Regions from separate parts of the Sus scrofa genome. Here region 1 is linked to region 2. Evidence: chromatin contacts called from public Hi-C data. All regions are on one chromosome and are shown on one strand. The core of a region is the stretch at or near the end of the contact, and the rest is flanking DNA. Distances in the headings are between cores, read along the strand shown. Region 1 has its middle 18 kb from the start of NR4A3. Region 2 overlaps ANKS6 (ankyrin repeat and SAM domain-containing protein 6).

Region 1 (3,783 bases), core at 668-3,167, 980 kb before region 2:
CTTTGGATCTTTCTTGAAATGGGACTCTAGGTAGCTGTACCAACTGGAGTTGCTGTGGCAAAACTGTTTACCATTCTTATTCTAAAATACTGCATTCAAGTTTTTTTTTAATAATAGTAGATTGACCACGTAAATGATAGTAAAATGTTTCATAGCTAATAAAAAAGTTTAAAAGAGTATTTAAAAAAGCACATGCCTCATAGTTAAGGTCTTGGGAGCAGCATAATAAATTACAGGTTTGTTATGGAGTGAAAACAATGTCACAGTAATACTTATCATTACAGCTTGCCCATGGTATGGACTTGGTGATTGACTATCCTGCATTCATTCCACGCTAGATGATTAGTCTAAGCAATCATAGTTAATAACATTTCCTCTGCTAGTGAAGGGTTAGGAATGGCCTATAACTATTCTGGCCAGTGAGATGTGAAGGGAAGTCTGAAGGAGGGCCCAAGTGCTTCTGAGAAAGGTTTTATTGACCCTAAAAAGAGATAAAAGAGATGGTGCCTCTTCTTTCTCTGATAATATGTCTGAATATGATGGCTAGAACTGCACAAGACATCTTAGAATAATGAGAGAAACTAGCTATGGAGGAAGCTGCTCTAGAAGATGGCAGACCAGAGAGAGAGAGGAAACCTGAGCTCTTGATGACCTTACTGAACTGCTGATTATATTGTACTTGGTCTGCTGTTCCTCTGAACGTCCAGTTCTGTGAGATAATACAGTTCCTTATTGTGTAAGCCAGTGTGATCTGTGATTTTGTCACTTGAAGCCAAAAGCATTCTTATGATAGTATTTTTTTTTTTTTTTTTTTTTTTTGTTTTGTTGTTGTTGCTATTTGCTATTTTGGCCTCCGGCATATAGTTCCAGCTAGGTTATCGAGCTGTAGCCACCCCCCCCCACGCCCCCCCCCCCCCCCCCCCCCCCCCCCCCCCCCCCCCCCCCCCGCCCCCCCCCCCTGATGTATACCCACTTTATCCTCAGTAGATTCACGTCAGGCGGTTTTGATTTTGTTTTGATAGATTTCCTTTTATTGGGGCTCTACCCTCCCCCATCTTCTGGCTTCAGAAAGTGGGTGCACATTCTAACTGGGCAATTCTTGTCTCAGTCTTCTCTGAAGGACTGTGGCCTTAGAATAGGGTTCTTCACAGGAAATAGCAACAAACCAGCCAGCACCCACCATCTCTTCTGGGGCCTTTTGTTCATTTGAATATCTGGTGGTGTGACTGCTTCTGTTTGTTGTTCATTCTTTCTTTTCCTGATTCTAATTCTGGTTTCTTGATGCATATTGGTCCCTATTCTTTCATGCTTTGCATCTTATGCTTGGACTTAAGGTTGTTTCATAGACTTATTTTCATCTCCTCCTCCTCCCATGAGCCCTTCTTTTCCCTTATCTCTCTCATCTGCTTCTTTCTCACTTTGTGACTTGACTTTATGGTCAGTGGAGACTATTCCTAATATGTATATAATCTTTGCCAGGAATAATAGTTAAATAATCACACAGCTGTTTGCTCTAGACTTGTGTGGCAAAAAGTAAGAGTAGGTCAGTCCTCAGTCCATTTTCTTATCTAGTGTCTTTTACTCATGGCATAGAACAGGTAGCACCAGAAATGTCTAGGGATTGGGGCACTTGGAGTCTTCATTATGGCTTCACTATTTGCTACCTGAAATCTCAGACAAGTCACTTTAAGACATTGAGTTTCTTCTGTGGAATTTGTTCCTAATTCAATGTTTTCCTTAGTATTATTGTGATTCAAATGAAGTCATGTGAACATGGCAAATAAAAAAACCTTTTTTACTGAAAAAGAATATGCAAGCTTGGTTGGATTTTTGGATTATTTTCAAAAGAAGTAATATCAGAGTCTTTAGAATCAGCTCTTTGTAGCTTGTTAGTCTGTTTGTAAAAAGGCAGTGAAATATGACTTGAGGCGTGATAATACAAATAATCAGGGATTGAAGTTGATATTTTAGTGATAGCTTACAGACTGAAATAAAAAGAAAGGGCCACACAATATGAAGGGGAAATAAAGGTCAGGATGTTGATCTTGAGGCTTATTTCTAGTTCAACCAGAAATTCTGGTAAGCCAAATTAGGGGAAAGTGAAACCAATAGAAGAAACACCCCCTCTAGTGGCGAGGAGCCAGATTCTACACTTGGTTGCTAAGAGCGACTCAGGAAAGGATAGTTTCTTAGGATGTTTTTTGTTTCTTAAGAAGTACCCTGAGGAGAGTTCCTGTTGTGGCTTAGTGGTAATGAATCCGACTAGTATCCATGAAGATGCGGGTTCGATCCCTGGCCCTGCTCAGTGGGTTGAGGATCTGGCATTGTCATGAGCTGTGGTGTGGGCCGCGGGTGTGGTGCAGATGTGGTGTTTCTGTGCCTGTGGTGTAAGCCGGCAGCTGTAAGTTCGGATTTGACCCCTTAGCCTGGGAATTTCTATATGCCCCCCGTGCAGCCCTAAAAAGCAAATAAATAAATAAATAGAAGTACCCTGAAAAATCTGGAGTTAACATCCTTAAGGAAATTCATTAGTTCCAGTTTTCCTGATTAGAAGGATTAACACATTTCACAATATAAATAGTATTTTTGTATTTGCACATGTCTCATTGTCTGAAAAATATGGAGGCCACGGTTTTTGGAAGCAGTTCACACTTTACTTTTAATAGGCCATTTAGAGACCAAAGGATTAAGACTCCATTGTTACTAAATTTCTTATTGGTCTAAGGTGATGCAGTAGGTATCCTTATAAACCCATTTGTAGGAGGGCAAAGCCTATATTCAAAGTTATGGATAATGCCATAGAGTAGGATTCATCTGGTATTTATGTAAAACAATTGCTGTGGATTTTCTAAGTATAATTTTTGATTTGAAATTTTTAGTGGTCATCCTGAGAACTAAATGTTTAATTTACATTTGGTAGTGAAGTTAAGTATATTAAAATAACCTATTACTCACAACTCATTGGCTTGGTAGGGACACAGTGCATTCTTGAAGGACGTCTTTAGGATATGTGTTATTAATTATAATAATTGCAAGTAATTATTACACTTTTGATTATCTCAAAATTCCATTCAAGTGTTTACTGTTTTGAACTTCTGTTTGGGAAGAATTCTTTATATTTAATGTCAAACTTTCTTGCTCTGAAGGAAAGAAATTTGAAGCTGCGGTAGAACTAGCCTTTCAATAGTTTGGAATGTGTTTGATGATGTTTCTTGTGAAATAAAGATGGAAAAATTCTCTAGAAAATATTGACTTGTACATGGATAAAGTGAGATTATAGTTATGAAACTTTTGTGCATAACTTGCTTGAACTAATATCCTTAGTGTATGGTTATATTTCATAAATATACTTGATTAGAGCAAAGAAGAACTAAGCCTGGTAGTAGATCAGGATCCACCTATTGGGGAAAACCAGAAAATAGGAGCGAGAGGTTTTTAATGGTTCATTTTTAGCTGAGAAAAATTCAGTATGGAGTAATTAAGGTCAGCTAGAGAAAGAATTATGATTAAGTGAGTTAACAGATATTGTTGAAGGCAAATCAGTTAGAACTGATTTGTTAATGTATTTGAAGGCAATAAACCAATTATATGGTCTCTTTACTAAATTATTGTGACAGTAGTAGAAGATATCTGGAATGAAATGGATGGGATGATAAGGTTAGTGGTAATTAGACCTTCATTAAATCCTAACACTAAAGAGGAACTATATACGTTAGTGATAGCTTAATTCTATAAAATTTGCTATTAAAAATTGATAGAGGGAGTTCCCGTCGTGGCGCAGTG
Region 2 (3,553 bases), core at 174-2,673:
TCCAAACCGAGAGGCCCTGCATTATTGCTTTCCATTTTAATCTTCAGTTTCCTCACCTGTGGAATAGGCATTATCGGTTAATCTCAGGGCGGATTAAGATCCACTGGATAAAAACATGTCTGTACCTTGTTAACTGCTGTCAAGGATTATGCTAGATTTTATCTCAGGCTTGATGACTAAATTTTTAAAGTTCTCTACTCCAGCGGAGGATATACCAGTTCTTCAGCCAGGTCCGTTGCCTGTGTCTGGATCTTCCTCTGCTGGAGTAGAGAACAAATTCATTCACTAATTCCTGTGGCAGAATTTACTGAGCTTCTGCTGTGGGCCTTGTCCTTGGAAAGTATCCAGTCTAATAGGAAGACCGTATAGAGGGAAGGCTCTCTACATCACTTGGAGTGAGGACAGCGGGTTGTGGTTGCTCAAGTGAGGGGCCCCTGAACAGATGAGGAGCGGTGGGTGGGTCTGGAAGCTGCTCAGAGGAGCTAAGATCTGAGTCCTGCAGCAGGATAAAGGTTGTGCTTGGTAGACGGGGACAGGAGAGGACTCTAGTCAGAGCTGCAGGATGGCAGAGGCATGAGAGGAGTGTAACTGGTGAGTGCAGGTGAGTGTGGCCGGGGTACAGCCGGGGACTTGGGAGGAAATGAGGTTGGCAAAGTCAGCAGGCCTTTCTGGGGCAGTGGGAAGTGGGGGAGCAGCCATGAGATGTAGGTTTGGGGAGTCTCATTGTGGAGGATGGGCAGAGAGACGCCGGGGTTTCCGTTCTCTGCCTTCGAGTTTATTCATTCCGACTTGCGTTCTGTCCACTTTTGGAGAAGAGGCTTGTCCAGCCCAGTCCCGCTGCAGCTGAGGAAGCCCGTTCACCAAGCTCTCCCTCTCTCAGCTCCACCAGCTGAGTGACCCAGTGCGGTTCAGGTTCACATCCCAGAAGGTATTTGTAAGTTCAGACCAGAGTTCAGCCTTGGCTCTGCCTCTACGGGGAGGAGGGAGGCCCTGGGCTTCGATGAGGGACAAAACCCACTTCCGGAAAGGAGAGGAGCGCCGCATAGAGTCATTGCAAAAGCTGCCTCGCAGATGCTGATGTTGCGCAGGCATTCTGGTTTTGTCAAACCTGGCACCGCCGGCCCCTCTCTTGTCGTTCTTTCCTTTTAGTCCAAGGCTCCTTCTACCTCTGAGCCCAGAAAGAGTGTGCCCACGCAAAACGCTGCAAAACGGAATTCTTCTGCCCTCTGGCGGCAGAAGACGGAAGAGATTTTGTTGGGAAGAGGCATCTGTTTTTCCCCTTCCTGGCATTAGAGTTGGTGGTTGCCTGTCTGTCTCCCCAGCGTCTCAGCAGGGCTGCAGCTCATGCCTCCCTGGGGAGTCTGGCCCAGGCCGGATCCTCAGCCGCTGGCAAGGGACATTCCAGCCAGCAGGTGGCAGTAGGTCTCTGGCAGGAGCTGCCCCAGTCCGCCTCTGCTGACCACAGCTTCACCACACCTCTTGGCATGGGGTCGGCTCTCTCATCTCGGAAGGACCTTCTGTGCATGTGTCTTTGGGGGCGGGGAGGGGAGACATGAGTCAGACGCGGGCCCTGCGATGGGGAAGCAGAGCCCAGGCAGAGAGGCAGCTTACCAGGCTCTGAAGCAAAATCACATGAACTCGCTGTGCTGGGAGAAGCAGTGTGGTGAGGGGGAACGCAGGAGGGCAGCGGGATTCAGACAGACCTGGGTTCTGACCCTGGCCCCGCCCTCACCAGCTGGGTGACCTTGGCACATTGTGTAATGTAAAATGTTTAATAATTGCAATTATAATGCTTAACATGTCTGTGGTGCTTCCTTTGGCCAAGCACTGTTCTAGCTGCTTTATGTAGATTATATGTTTGTATATATATTAACTCAATCTTTCACAGCTCTTGAAGTAGATGTAATCATATCCCCGTTTGGGGCGTGAGGAAATGAAGGCACGAAGAAGCTAATGTTCCTTCTCCTGGTCATACAGCTAGTGGATGGCAGAGCTGGATTCAAACCTAGACGGGGCAGTGACTTGCCTTTGTGATAGTGTATATGCAGGACCAGCACACTGCCTGGCACCAGGAGAAGGCCTTTTATTATAAGCAGCTATTACAACTTTAAGAATTAATGATTCAATAATAATTTAACAATTTGTGATTAAATAATTACATGAGCTGTGTCCTCACTGTCCCATGTTGAGTGTCACTACTTCTCCATCTTCCTGGCAGATTTGGGCACGTGAGCGTGGCACACCTCCTTTTGGATCATGGGGCTGATGTCAATGCCCAGAACCGGTTGGGGGCCAGTGTGCTCACCGTGGCCTCTCGAGGTGGCCACCTGGGCGTGGTGAAGCTGCTCCTGGAAGCCGGTGCCTTCGTGGACCATCACAAACCCTTAGGCGAGCAGGTGGGGGACAGCAGGGACGAGCTGCTGGGCATCACTGCCCTAATGGCTGCCATCCAGCATGGACATGAGGCTGTGGTGCGTCTGCTCATAGAATGGGGTGCAGACCCCAACCACGTGGCCCGGACCGTGGGCTGGAGCCCACTGATGCTGACGGCCCTCATCGGGAGGCTTGGCATGGCTCAGCAGCTGGTGGAGAAGGGGGCCAACCCTGACCACCTCAGCGTGCTGGAGAAGACCGCCTTCGAGGTGGCACTTGACCGCAGGCACAGGGACCTCGTGGACTACCTGGACCCACTGACAACCGTCAGGCCCAAGACAGGTCAGGCTGCTCCACCACCACCCACCCCACCATGGCCTCCCAGAGGACCCCAAATTCTGTTTAAATGGCGAAAGCTAAGGGTTGCCCAAACAGTATGGTGTGCGGAAATCAGAGTCGCCTGCAGGGCAGTGGGACTTAGGATGTACCATGTGTGAGAACCACGTAGGGTGTTTGCTACATGTAGGTTCCTGGCCCACCCTCCAGAGAGTGATGTGGTAGCTCTCAGAAGAGCCTGGAAACCTGCAGAGCAAGGCCCCCTCCCTAACCAGATGATTCTGGCATAGGCGCTTCTGGGATTCTTCTAGAATGGGGTCAGCAAACTTCTTCCGTAAAGAACCAGTTAATAAATATATTAGGCTCTGTGGGCCATACAGTTTCGGTTGTAACAACTTAGTTCTGCTAGAGTGAAAGCAGCCTACGTGATATGTCAGTGAGTGGGTGGGGCTGTTTTCCAGGAAAACTCTAATTCTAAAAACAGGCATAGGGGCAGCTTGGCCCAGGACGGCAGTTTGCCAACCCCTGCTCTTCAAAAGTGTGCCCAACCTCAGCTGCCAATGACCAGTCCCCAGAGACTAATTCACATAAAATTCAGTTTTGAAGTTTTTCAACACATATTAGTGTGTCCTGTTTCTTTTTTCTTTTTGCCATCTTTCTGGCATTTAAAGGCATGTCTAAACAATCCTTAGCAAATCTGCCACAGGACGTTATCATGTTTCAAGACCTCTAGTTCATCCTGTGCAGTAGAACCATGAAATGCAAAGCCAGACGCAGCCTCGCTACCCTCTGTCTGTGATGGGTCTGATGGCAGTGGCTGGGCTGTAGCCCGTGAGCCTCTAGG

What was found. A called contact is a pair of places that touch in the nucleus more often than the background predicts.
Region 1: a Hi-C map of embryonic fibroblasts shows a contact between it and region 2, with 2.6 times the contacts expected there. The contact joins two enhancer-like sites. A contact is called at or near these places in 1 of 47 Hi-C or Micro-C datasets (embryonic fibroblasts) and 2 of 2 datasets of contacts at active chromatin or transcription factors (alveolar macrophages and skeletal muscle).

Annotation. Positions count from the first base shown.
Region 1 is chr1:241,553,750-241,557,532 of Sscrofa11.1, reverse strand. No RefSeq gene overlaps it. Among named protein-coding and RNA genes, the nearest start is that of NR4A3, 18 kb to the left of the region's middle. Within about 2 kb of position 1,917, at least 5 of the 83 cell types and tissues checked have an H3K27ac peak or open chromatin away from gene starts, as enhancers often do. A contact at or near this core is called in embryonic fibroblasts, where this site is marked.
Region 2 is chr1:240,574,586-240,578,138 of Sscrofa11.1, reverse strand. It overlaps ANKS6 (ankyrin repeat and SAM domain-containing protein 6), which reads left to right. Exons shown (of 13, transcript XM_013993702.2): 2 at 2,219-2,715. Among named protein-coding and RNA genes, the nearest start is that of ANKS6, 8.0 kb to the left of the region's middle. Within about 2 kb of position 1,423, at least 29 of the 83 cell types and tissues checked have an H3K27ac peak or open chromatin away from gene starts, as enhancers often do. A contact at or near this core is called in embryonic fibroblasts, where this site is marked.